Linked DNA regions of Mus musculus: region 1 is linked to region 2. The links are chromatin contacts, called in public promoter capture Hi-C maps. All regions are on one chromosome and are shown on one strand. The core of a region is the stretch at or near the end of the contact, and the rest is flanking DNA. Distances in the headings are between cores, read along the strand shown. Region 1 holds the start of Prkcg (protein kinase C, gamma). Region 2 holds the start of D030047H15Rik (RIKEN cDNA D030047H15 gene).

Region 1 (6,219 bases), core at 818-3,317, 830 kb before region 2:
CTACCCCACGGGTGATGATAGATGCCTATAAACCCAGTTCTTGGGAGGTAAAGGCAGGAAGCTCAGATGTTGGTTATCTTTGATTACCTAGCAAGTTTGAAGCCAGACAGGAAATACACAAAGATTTACTTACTTACTTACTTATTTATTTATTTATTTATTTATTTATTTATCAGACAGATACCGTGTAGCTCTGGCTGGTCTGGAACTTGCTATGTAGATCAGGCTGGCATCAAACTCACAGAGGTCCTCCTGCTTCTGCCTGGGATTAAAAGTGTTCAAGCCCTTATTTAAACAACAACAACAACAACAAAATAGAACTGTAGCGTCCAGTGATCTGCTGCTTTAACTCGGGAAAGCAACAGAGGAAGAAGCTGTACCCCCAGTGCCCTTCACCCGTTGCCCCAGAAAACCACAGACATCAATAAATAGGCTTGCAGGTTGGTCAGAGAACTCTGTGTTCAGAAGGGTGCTTGAGGACTGACTCTAATTCCTTCACCTCCCCTGCACCTTCTGGAATTCCGACTCCACTGCGACCTCAGCAAAACCGCAAAAACGACGTGTTGCTGAACCGACACCCGCGCCACCGCAGCCGCCGGCATTGCACGCCGGGAGTAGTTTTCCTTTGCGTCCCAAGAATAGCGTACACGAGGGCCCCAACTATAAGTCCCAGAGTGCACTGAGCTCGACAGCCTCTGGCGGGCCAGGATTCCCTAGAACGGCTTCCTGCCAGAATGGATCCGTAGGAAGACTGGAACCTCAAGAAAGGCGCATCGTGGGGCGTGACCTGGGGAAGAACTCAGGGGAGGAGAGACCTGGGCGTGTGCATAGGAAATCCCAGGGTGACACTGAGTTGGGAGAACCACTCAGGTGGAGAGTCACAGGGAAACACGAGAGACACCCAAGACAGAGCATAGGGAGATCCAGAGTCAAGAAATACACTCTGCTATAGTCATAGGGAGATACGGAGGGGACAGGCCCTCAGAGATGGAGAGTTACAGGGAGACGTGGATAAAGGAGAGACCTCCAGGGCTGGAAAGCCATAGACAGAGTGGGGAGAATCCCAGAGACGGAGTCTCGGGGAGGCAAAGGAGGGAGAGACGACAAAGAGGAGAGTCGAGATTCCCCCGAAGACAGTCCCAAGGAGACACCGAAAAGGGTCAATATCCCCCCAGAGACAGTCACAGGGAAAGAAGGAGAGACCACTAGAGCCAGAGTCACATGGAACAGGGGGGGGACCGCAGAGATAAAGAGGATCACAGGGCCAAAAGGAAAAACCCTGAATGGGTCAGAGAAAAGGACAGAAGGGAAAGGCAACTACTCAGAGAAAGCGCCTTCTAGCGACAGGAAAGGAGAAATACAGAAGCAGGGAGTGACGGACATCGGGAATTTAACTAGGGAATTTAACTAGCTGAATTTAACTAGCAAAGGTGAACACAGATTAGCGAAGATCGGGAAAGGCAGGACAATGGAAATGAAAACATTTTCAGTACACCATGTGGTGCATGAGGAGAGACGTGAGCAGGAAAAAGAGAGAAGCAGAGAGGGAGAAATGGAGAGAGTAAACAGGAAAGAAGAGAGGAAAAGAGAGAAAAGAGTGAGAAGGCAGAGAGAAAAGAAACACACCCAGAGGGAGGCATAGCACCAAGCCCAGAGGCTCTAAGAGCGATAAAGAGCCTGAAGCATCACGAGGAATGAGACACTAGCCTCCGTGTCTATCAGAAAGTCCTCAGCACTAAAGACAAAGTTTCTTGATTAAAAGATTAATATGCCCAGAGACACACGGGTCTACCCCAGATTCTAGATCCTGACAAAACCTACTCATGCGGCTGAGTGGGGGAGGAAGATGGGTGTGGGGGCCAAGATGACTGACTGACTGGGAGAAAGGGGGTGGACAAGGCTCGGAGGACGTCCCCTCCTTGCATAGAGCCTGCGGAATGGAAGTGTGCATGTGGAGAGGAGGGAGGGGCATCTGTCCCGGGCGGGGGGGGGGGGCTTTAAACTGAAACCCCGCCCCTTGGTCGTCATGGCAACGCCTTCCCCCACCCCCGACTTCTACATTTCAGCAGGTGCTGAGAGCGAAGCTCCCGCCGCCGCCCGTGCCTGCGGCTCCTTGATGCCCCAGCCTTCAGCTCTGACCCCACCCGCTTTCTCCCCGGTCGGTGCTGCCCGTGCCGGGGTGTTGCTTTCTGCCGTGTGCTGTGCACCGTTAGGTGCCTTGCCCCTGTCCTTCCTATCTCAGAGTCTGCGGAGTCCTCCTACCGCCGTCCACCTGTTTCCTCGGAAAAAGGGCCAGCTCGTGATCCCTTCTGCGTTCCTGGGGCCATGGCGGGTCTGGGCCCTGGCGGAGGCGACTCAGAGGGGGGACCCCGACCCCTGTTTTGCAGAAAGGGGGCGCTGAGGCAGAAGGTGGTCCACGAGGTGAAGAGCCACAAGTTCACCGCTCGTTTCTTCAAGCAGCCAACCTTCTGCAGTCACTGTACCGACTTCATCTGGTGAGGGAAGCGGGCTAGGGGAGAGGGCTGGAAAAGGAGGGGACTTGGGAACAGTCATGTCACACTGGTCCCCAAGCGACTGAGCAGAGAGGGGCTGCAGCTCCCACTCCTGGGCTTAATGGCAGGGGGTGGAAGTCTGGGTTCCTGGGTCTGAGGGAGGAAGAGCCAGGCTGGATTCTAGGGTCCAAGGGAAAGGGAGCTGGGACTAGAAATTTTGGGTTCTCGGAGAAGGCAACTAGGACTCAGACATCTGGGTGAAATTGGGAAACTGCAAACCTATGTCTTGCAAGGTGGGAGGGCCCGGGTACCCCTCTTTGCACTGACCTTAGATCCTTGACTCTTCCAGGGGCATTGGAAAGCAGGGCCTGCAATGTCAAGGTAAGAGCTGGGACCTGGACTTCTGGGACCCCTGAGGGTGGAGGCTGGGGCCTCACAGCTGAGGCGGCTGACACACGTGTTCTGTGGTCCCCAGAGAGGCGCGGGGGAGCCCTGGGCGGGGGGGTGTGGCAGAGACACACAGCCTGTGGTGGGGAGGAAACTCTGATGGCAGGGCCACCGCGGAGGTGGTGCTGGGGGCCCCTCCCTCGGCCGGTTCCAGGTGGGGACAGATATTTGGAGAATCTGTTTCCATGGGAACAGGGAGATTTGGAAAAGGGGAGCTGAAGGGGGGAGGGGTTCAGAGATGCAAAGTCAGAGCCCCCCCCCAGACTGCCGTTGCCATGACAACACCATTCATCCTAAAGCAGGGGCAGGCCGGGTGGGGTCACTAATGGGCGGGTGGGGGCCGGGCAAGGGGGGCGAATCCTAAAACACCAGCTGCCACTTGGCTAAGAACAGAGTGACTCAAGGTGGGAGGCGGGCCGAAGCAGCACCCCCAGACTCACTTCTGTTCAAGTTGCTGCTCTCTATGTCTCCCTTGTCTAAGGATATTTCTGTTTTTTCTCTTCAAAACCTGTCTTCCTCTTTCCTTGCTTTTCTCTCTCTCTCTCTCTCTCTCTCTCTCTCTCTCTCTCTCTCTCTCTCTCTCTCTCCTTTCTACTTTCTCTGTGTGTGTGTGTGTGTGTGTGTGTGTGCGCGCGCGCGTGCGCACCCAAGCATATTGGGGGGTTGTGTTACTTTGTGTTTCTCTGTCTCTTTTTGTCTTTCTTCAAGTCTGTCTCTTGGGGTTCTAGGTCCTGCTCTCTGTGCCTCTGTGTCTGTCTGTCTCCATACAGCTCTTGGTCTGGGTCTCTCCTCTGATTTTCTCTTCATTGGACTCTCTATGTGGGAATTCCTCTGTTGGTGGTTTTCTCTGAGCTGGAATTTCTGTCTCTAATTTTTCATCTATTGGGGGTCTCTCACTTGTCTCACCCTCCCTCTGTGTCTCTTGTATTCTCATCTTTAGTCTGTAGCTTTGTGGTTCACCGCCGATGCCACGAATTTGTGACCTTCGAGTGTCCAGGCGCTGGAAAGGGCCCCCAGACGGACGTGAGTGCCCAGACACCTGGTTCTTCCTCCTCAGGCCACGTCCCCGCCCTCACCCCCTCGGCGTCCGTCCCAATTTCTCTTGCTATTTTTAAGGCTGGGAGGGGAGGGGGGCTGGAGAGATAGAAAGAGCCCAGTCTGGCCCAGATTCCTTGCCCTTGGCCTGAAAAGGGGGACTGAGAAGGGGCCTGGGAGAGGCTGGGGACATAGGTGAGGGACAGAAAGGGACACAGGGGTTGAAGAGACCAAAAGTTATCACTGGATTCATGAGACTGACATCCAGGGAAGAGGAAATTAAAGAAAATTAGAATGTGGGGGGCAGAGAGAGAGAGAGACAGAGACAGACATAGACAGAGACAGAGAGAGATCACACCGGACAGAGGTGTAGGAAAAGAAATTCAAAGCTGGGTGTCACAGCACAAGCCTAGCACATCCTAGCACATGAGAGGTGGAGGCAGAAGGATCTAGAATTGAAGGCCAGCTTTGTCTGCATAGATAGTTCTGGGCAAACCTGAGCTACATAAGACCTATCTTAATCGGGGTGTGTGTGGAAAAGGAAGTGGCAGAGATAGAAGATGGTTAGATGTTTAGGGAGGCTTAGAGAGACCCCACAGTGAACAGACACTAGGCACTCACGCGCAAGAATGCATTCAGATCCACAACCACCTCACCCTGCCCCTCCCTCTGCATAGCAGGGGCTGTTGAGCAGTCAATTCTGGACACTGATTCCTTTCTCCTCCTTCACTTTAAACCCAGCCTCCGATTCTTCCTTGTAAAATGCATCTGTAATCTAGCAGTGACCAGTGGAACGAACTGCCCATGATAAGGGAGATGTTCTCTTTCTACGGTTGCCATCAGCAGCATGCAGCCAGCACGAAACAGGGATGCTTTGAGGAACAGAAATCTAAGCTTGGTTTTCCTCAGATTGATTTAAATTTGAACAGCTACATTGTTGAACCAGGTAGCATGAATCTAGACATTTCCAATCTTACCTTAGCAGTTCAGCAGAGATTGTTTCTTCCCAGAATTTGATACAAGAAAAGAAAGAGCTATACAATTCATAGATTCATAGGGAGGTGGCAATACGGAGGCTCAGGCAGTAGCACTGTGAGTTCGAGGCCAGTCTAGGCTAAATATGGAGACACTGTTTCAAAGAAGGCCCAGGAGGCACCTGGTAGATTGTCTGTTGAAGAAAACAGAATTTGCATACAGGGTGTGAATACATAGAGCACAAATTGAGTACCAGCCCTGGGATATGCTTATTGCCTGCCTGTGCACGTGCTTGCCTCTGACACTATCTGTGTTTTATGAGGTCCTGATTACATACATACTCATCAGCTCTTTTACACCCAGTGTAGGCTTGAATCTGGATAATTGCTCATGAGATTAGATTGGTCGCTTCTTTTTCTTCTCCTCCTTCTTCTTGTGTTCCCATCTGAGCAAAGACTTTTTTTTTTTTTTTTAGTTTTTCAAGACAGGGTTTCTCTGTATAGCCCTGGCTGTCCTGGAACTCACTCTGTAGACCAGGCTGGCCTCAAACTCAGAAATCCGCCTGCCCCTGCCTCCCAAGTGCTGGGATTAAAGGCATGTGCCACCACGCCCAGCTTGAGCAAAGACTCTTGAACTAAAACACATGATGTGAAAGCCAGTCCTCTCTAAATGAGGAATTATCTCTTGCAGTGCTTAGTTTTTCTCTTTTATTAAAAAATTTTAAATATATTTAAAAGTTTTCTCCGTTCCTTGGGAGATGTCAAAATTTCTTTCTTTCTTCCTTTCTTCCTTCCTTCCTTCCTTCCTTCCTTTCTTTCTTTCTTTCTTTCTTTCTTTCTTTCTTTCTTTCTTTCTTTCTTTCTTTCTTTTGAAGGTCTCATTTTTGTTGTTTTGTTTGAGACAGTGCCTCGCTATATAGATGGCCAGAACCCACTTTATAGAGTAGGCTGGCCTCATACAGATCTGCCTCTGTCCCCTGAGTGCTGGGATTAAAAGTGTGCACCACCATGCTCCTGTTTTTCTTTTTTCTCTCTCTCCCTCTCTTCCTTTTTTTGGTATTTTGTTTTGTTTTGCTTTTAGACTGGGTCTCTCTATTGCAGCCCAGCTGCCCTCAAACTCCTCATTGTACAGATAGATGACTTAGCCTCCCAAATTCTGAGATGACAGGTATGTGTCATCATGGCTGGCTTAATTATTTACAGTACATCTTAAGTTCCTGGGCTATAAACTGAGATGAGAATTGTGCCTACTTATGGGGTCATTTCCAAGT
Region 2 (6,416 bases), core at 1,896-4,395:
AGTAGTTGTAGCTCTCTTATGTTGGGTGGATGTCCATGGGAGGGTCTCCAGTGAATATCAGCTCTTCATTTCTCCCTCTCTCTAGCTCCTTTCCTGGCTGCTGGAGAAGGCCCCACTAACCTGACCTTGACTGGGCTCTGACCACTAACACTGCTGGCTATGGACATCTCACTTAGGATGGCAACCTGCTCTGGCCCTAACACCCACCCCCCCATCCCCATTTCTCCTTAGCACAGGGGATTGCTGAGGTGGCACAACAGGGACCAGGGGTGGCTGGGAAGGGGGCTGACCTATACAGCCTGGTGTTCCTCACCTCTGGCTGCCAGTCCTGTCCTTGGAGGGATGAAGCTGGAGGCAGGTACAGGCACGTCCCTGTTTCCTGCCATACCCCAGCGATCTCAACCTATGGCACTAACTTGGAAGAGGGCTGATTTGAAATAAAAGGGAAGGCTTTATTTTACAAGCAGCTAGGTCCTTCTTATCCACCCCAACTACTGAGAGAAGGAAGTCCTGACTGGGCTAGGGACACTCCTCCTCTGGTGGTTGAAAGGCAACTCTCCTCTTGTCCAGGCTCAGCACTGCATTGCTTCTATAAGTAACATGTGAATCCTGACAAGGGGGAAGAAGCAGATACCGGAAGAGAATAAGCCTAGCACTAAATCTAAACAGGCGTGCAGCCACAGGAACAGTCAAGCTTCCAGTCCCGTGGAATGTACAAAGCCTGCTGGGTTTAGGAAAGGCGTGGAATCAACTTGCTTCCTAGCAGCTCACACCCAGCACAAGACTCCAGAAAACCAACGCTTGTATCAGAATAGGGACAGAAGTCTTCGAAGAGAAAGTAGAATATTTGCTTGTAGTGCCACCAGGGTGATATGAAGGGGGAAGGTTTAAGGAAGATATTATAAATCCAGGCAGGAAAAGATGAGGCACTCAATAAGTTATCAAGTAAAAACAAACATGGCAGAGTCAAAAGGGAAATTTATTGTCTGGGGAACAATATGTATGTAGTTCTCATTTGTTTAAAAAACAAATAGCATACATGGCAAAGAAAAACGTGGTTAATACATAAACATAATTCAAAAAGCTTCTATTATCTAACAAAAAAGACCTCAATTTAATAATAAGTAACTGAGAAAAACAAAAACCCCAAAACAAATGGATAAAATTGTCTTTTTTGTCTTTGTTGTTGTTGTTTTGGAGACAGGGTTTCTCTGTGAAACAGCCCTGGGCTGTCCTGGAACTCTCTTTGTAGACCAGGCTGGCCTTGAACTCACAGAGAAGAGCCTGCCTCAGCCTCTGCCTCCCTAGTGAGGAGATTAACGGCGTGTGACGGCGTGTATCACCACACCCAACTAAAGTGTTCAAATTCTAATGATTAGCAAACACAATGTGCTACTTTCCCCTTTCGAGTACCTATTTGTTGTGGGATTTAGAGTGGAGTGTGGGCTGGTGCTGGTCTGGAGGCCCAGGGAACAGGTTCTCTAAATATGCTGCCCAGAGACTGTGAATCACCAGCTATGTGAAAATAATAATAAACAAAACAAATAAACAAACATAAATATGCTTACATGTGAGAGGATAAAAACTGCATCTCTTATCCTGGTAATCCTTTGAGGGACCAGCTTCCAGAAAGAAATAAACAAGCAACCCCTGGCTCAGTTAAACGCTGGAGACAAAACTAATCTGCCACAGTGGGACTCTTCCCAAAGACCAGCAGCTCTGTAGGGGAGATGGCAGAGCAGGGTCCTCAAGTGACTACAGAAGCACCAGGGGTATCCCTGGTTCTTGCACAATGCTGGTTTGGATTCCTATGGGTCCTAGTCCTGGCACCTCAGTGTTAATGTAAGCAAGTTATTTGACTCACTGAACCTCTTTTTTTGGTTTTTCAAGACAGGGTTTCTCTGTGTAGCCCTGGCTGTCCTGGAACTCACTCTGTAGACAAGGCTGGCCTCGAACTCAGAAACCCACCTGCCTCTTCCTCCCAAGTGCTGGGATTAAAGGCGTGGGCCACCACTGCCCAGTTTTTTTTTTTTTTTTTTTGTTGTTGTTGTTGTTGTTTTGGTTTGGTTTAGTTTGGTTTGGCTTTTTGTTTTGTTTTTTTGAACCTCAGTTGTGTGGTAAAGCAAATGGGCATCATAAACCCAATAAACAGCTCTTGACAGGATGGGTAAAAAAGCAAGACAAATGCAACATGATGCTCTGGGTTACGCTATGGCGCACCGGAAACATTAGTGAGAAAAAGCGCCCACATCTGCGGCTTAGTTCAGAATATTAGAGCAATGTCAATTTCTTACTTTTAACAAATGAATTTGAGGTGTGGAATCTAGCAATAGGGGAAACTGGGCATAGTGTGCCCAATTCCTGTATTACTTTTGTAATTTCTGTAAACTTAAAATTTATTCTAAAATAAAAGTTCATTATAAAAAAGAGATGGGAAGAAACCTACCAAGCTAACACTAGCAAATGATACAGAGTTATCCAAGTGTTGTTTAATTACCAAAAGTTGCTTGTACAATGTGAGACTGGAAACTGGTCAATTGATGAACAATAATTGATAAGAAGGTAGTCTTATCAATTATTTTAACGGGAGATCCCAAGTTGGGCTGCATAATTCAATCACTCCTACTGTAAACAGTGAGCTTTAAGTGGCGGCCCACACCTTAATCCCATTAAGAGGGAGGCGGGTTTCTGAGTTCCAGGGCCATCCTGATCCTAAAAGATACAGTTCTGCTAGCTGCCACTCCGAGCAGATCTCACCATCCCAACACCCTACAAGGTACCTTTCCAGCGTCACAGTCCAGTGGCTACTCCCATTCCTCAAGCGACGCGTTTCCCGCTTCCTTTGGTTCGCACTCGCTGTTCCCTACGCCAGGTGCGCCTTTCCAATTTTACTCACTAAATAAACCTTCCAAGGGAGGATTCACCTTATCCCATTTCCCTCCACCCGCTTATATATTCATTTATTTTAAATCGTCCTAGCGCAGTGCGCAGCCTCACAACTCCTGTCCCTATGCGTTACATCTGAGAGACTATTGACTGCTGAGTCAAAACTAAGCTGTTGTGAGCGCGCACGAGAGGCTGGGAGGTACTTGTCCCCACGGGGCCACCGTCTAGGGCCAGCTTCCGGCTTGCTGACAAACGCCAACACGCGACTGCGTTCGCGAGACGTGTGGTGGGCGGTTCAAGCCGAGCGGTGACGTCTATTGGCTGTGCGCGACACAGGGCGGGGACAGACGTCCGGGTAACGTCATCACGCCACGGTCAGGACGTTCGAGCCCCAGACTAGAGCCAGCCGGTGACTGAGCGCTGTCTTGGTTGTCTTGAAGCTGCCTTGGACCGCCGGTAACGAGTCCCGGGAGCGAGCGGTCCTAGTGAGTGTGGGTAGTAGTGGGAGGCCTGGCGGGCGAGCACAGGGACGCCTTCGGGCTCCGCGCTCCGCGAGCCCTGGCCTGTTTGGTAAGGCCAACCGACGCCGCGCCCTGCGTCTTTGAAGGGTGTGGCCGCCGGAGCGCCTCTGCGCATGCGCGCCGGGTGTACGCTGGGGGGGGGAGGGGGCGGCTCCCCTACGTGCGCGTGCGCGTCCGCGTCCGCTCTGCTACTGGCCCTGGGAACCCTGCGGTCCCTAGTGCCCTAGACGCACCCCTTGCGGGCTCCATTGACCCGCTGTTACGCTGGCCTTCCTGTTGCCTAGGGCAACCCAGAGAGGCCACCCTCGCAGCGTGGTGCGCAAGCGCGGCCCGGCCGGTGGCTGGTCGCGGGGGACAAGGGAGGTCGCTTGTGTTCAGGGCGGCCTCAACCTCCACCTAGCGTCGTGGACTCCATGCCTGCGGGACAGCCAGGTGCTTCTGAGCTTACAGTCCGTGTTGTTCTCGTCTGTAAATCAGACCCCTTACTCCTAATACCAGTTACGAACACGAGGCTCTCTTTTGTGCATCCCTAGTTAGGACCCCTTGATACCACCCAACGGATTGGGTTTTTTAAAGGCCTTTGAGACCTGTCAGTGCCCCTTAGGCTTCCTATAAGGGTTTCAGTTTCTCCAATAGGCTTCTTTTCTGTAAATCCTGTTGTTTGGACCGCTCCAGCCCTGTTGGCACGGTGCTCAACCCATCCTATTTCTTATGGTACTATCCACCCCACCCCTAATAGTTTAAGAATGTTGTGGGCCTCTGTTATCTGCAGACACCTTACTTGAGTAATTGCCACTTGTTTGCTCCCAAACCAACTCCCACTCCTAGGAACATCCCATACAAGTCTGGAGACTGTAATTGATCTGAGTCTGGTAGGTGCTGCCAGGCAGTGACTTCACAGGAAGGAGTCTCCTGCACCTTCACCTGGCTGCTCAGCGGGATATCCATACTTTACCTTTTTCTTTGAAAACTTTGCTCTATTCTCCAGTGTTCTCCCAGTCTCAATTCCTTCCTCCTCAGAGTATCCCCAAAGGCTTCCCTCTCCCCAAACTTCTTTGTAGCTAGTACTTCAGTCACTGGAGAGCCTTCCTCTTGCTGTAGTAGAAGTATCTTTAGATTTCCTATCCAGGACTGAGGTTTCTGCATCCACCACTTGAGTCAGGTCTCCCTCACAGCCACACTCGTAATGCAAGTCTCAGCTTCTTTGTCTTTCATTTTCATATCCTACAGGCTAGTCTCGGCCTCCAAGGGAGGTGTTTCCTTTCATGCTCAGGTCTCTTCACTCCACACTAGGAACTGATTCTGATTCTTTAAGCTGTTTGTTTTTGAGACAGGACTGTAACTTGTAGCCCAGATGGGTATTGGAACTCCCAAAAGATTGCTGGCATTATGGTCATGAGCCACCACACTTGCTTTCCTTTCCATTCTTTGCCAGTGTTCCCTTCTATGAGATACCCTCTCTTTCTAGCCTATCTTCTCTTGGGGCTAATTGATCTCTTTTCTTATAGACATTTAAAAAGCAGCCTGGCTCCCGAGGTCTATTCCCTACACCCCAAGGTCCAGATGGCGGCCAACGTGGGTGATCAGCGTGCTGCAGACTGGTTAGTAGGGCTAAGGGAACACAGCCCATTGCAAGAGGAACAAGACACAACGGGTCCTTGCACAGCTTGGGGGAAAAATGCTCATTGTGGGGGCTAGGATGGAGGGGCAAGCTTCCCCTTTGAGCTTTCCTTTAATGTATGTGAGCTTATGTGGGTGTGAGTGAGTGTGTGTCACCCATGTTCGTCAAGGTCAGAAGAAGCCTCAGATCCCTTGGAGCTGGAGTTAGAGGTGGCTCTGAGCCATCCGACATGGGTGCTGGGAACAGAGCTTAGTGATATCTGCAAGACTGCTAAATGTTCTTAAGCACTGAGCCACCTCTCCAGCCCCCTCTTAATATCTTTCTGATCCTTCCCTTTTCTTTTTTTAAATTTTTTTTTCATTGTTGGCCATGTCAGAATTCACTGGCTTGTAAAAAACCTGAGTTCTCCTAAAGTCGTAGGTCATGTATAGAATTATGTACATACTGGTTAGCTTTCTGTTTGCTTGGCACATGCTATGTGCCACCTTCAGCTTGGGCTGTGGTGAGTAGGGAGTTTAGCTCTAGAATGCAAGCCTTGGGTTTACTTTTCCCCAACTTTGTCTACCTGTGTATAGATAGGGGAGACCATAACTGTGCTTCGTTGTTGCAGGTCTTCTCAGTACAGCATGGTGACTGGGAACAGCAGAGAAAATGGCATGGAGACTCCTATGCACGAGAACCCAGAGTGGGAGAAGGCCCGCCAGGCCCTGGCCAGCATCAGCAAAGCAGGGGCTACCAGCAGTTCCAAAGCCAGCAGCAGTGGTCCTGTGGCCAGTGCACAAGTGAGAATGGCATGGAGGATTTGGGAACTACAGTGCTGGGCTGGGGCCGTTGCCGAGAGAAGGGTGGGAAGGATGCTGGCTTCCATAGAGGGGAGTGCCATAGGGGGGCTGTAAGCATGTTTTCCTGTTAACTAAATGTAATGAAGGGGGAAAGTTAACTCCTTTGGGTCAACCTGGGCCTGAGTGATCTTAAGGATGATCGTCCCCATCTTTTAAGATGTCTAGTCTTACTGTACAGAGTCTGCACCCTTCTGCAGTTGCTCTGCAGTGAAGGCCTACCCTCTTGGTAGTGTAGTGCCCATGGGCTCCTGTGGCTGGTACTGATGGACACTCCTTTTTCTGCAGTACGTCTCTCAGGCAGAAGCCTCTGCTTTGCAGCAGCAGCAGCAACAATACTACCAGTGGTACCAGCAGTACAACTATGCCTATCCGTATAGCTACTACTACCCCATGGTGAGGACCTGGCTGCAGGGTGGGAGCCTTCTGTCAGGGTGGGCAAATGGTTGGTTGGGGTGAAGACAGACAGCAGCCCCTGACAAAACTGCCAGATTCCTGCTTAGGTCTCATAAGATCTGGCATATCCATTCTGGTCCTTTCCACTGTTGA

The links. Promoter capture Hi-C pulls out the DNA fragments that hold promoters and counts their contacts.
Region 1: a contact with region 2 is called in a promoter capture Hi-C map of pre-B cells, with 5 times the contacts expected there. The contact joins the promoter of Prkcg here to the promoter of D030047H15Rik in region 2. A contact is called at or near these places in 8 of 39 promoter capture datasets (the 3T3-L1 cell line, the HPC-7 cell line, cranial neural crest and 4 more), 5 of 484 Hi-C or Micro-C datasets (cardiomyocytes, cerebral cortex, cortical neurons and 2 more), 5 of 115 datasets of contacts at active chromatin or transcription factors (SST interneurons, astrocytes, bone marrow-derived macrophages and 2 more) and 3 of 9 other capture datasets (adipose tissue, liver and pancreatic islet).

The regions. Positions count from the first base shown.
Region 1 is chr7:3,301,465-3,307,683 of GRCm38.p6, forward strand. Prkcg (protein kinase C, gamma) reads left to right here and starts at 2,068. Exons shown (of 18, transcript NM_011102.4): 1 at 2,068-2,495; 2 at 2,842-2,873; 3 at 3,880-3,962. The coding sequence starts at 2,326.
Region 2 is chr7:4,133,781-4,140,196 of GRCm38.p6, forward strand. D030047H15Rik (RIKEN cDNA D030047H15 gene) reads right to left here and starts at 3,146. Exons shown (of 3, transcript NR_033548.1): 1 at 2,781-3,146. It overlaps Leng8 (leukocyte receptor cluster (LRC) member 8), which reads left to right and starts at 3,700. Exons shown (of 16, transcript NM_001374609.1): 1 at 3,700-3,839; 2 at 4,916-5,008; 3 at 5,639-5,810; 4 at 6,156-6,263. The coding sequence starts at 4,971. Ttyh1 (tweety family member 1) reads left to right here. Exons shown (of 14, transcript NM_021324.6): 14 at 86-1,627.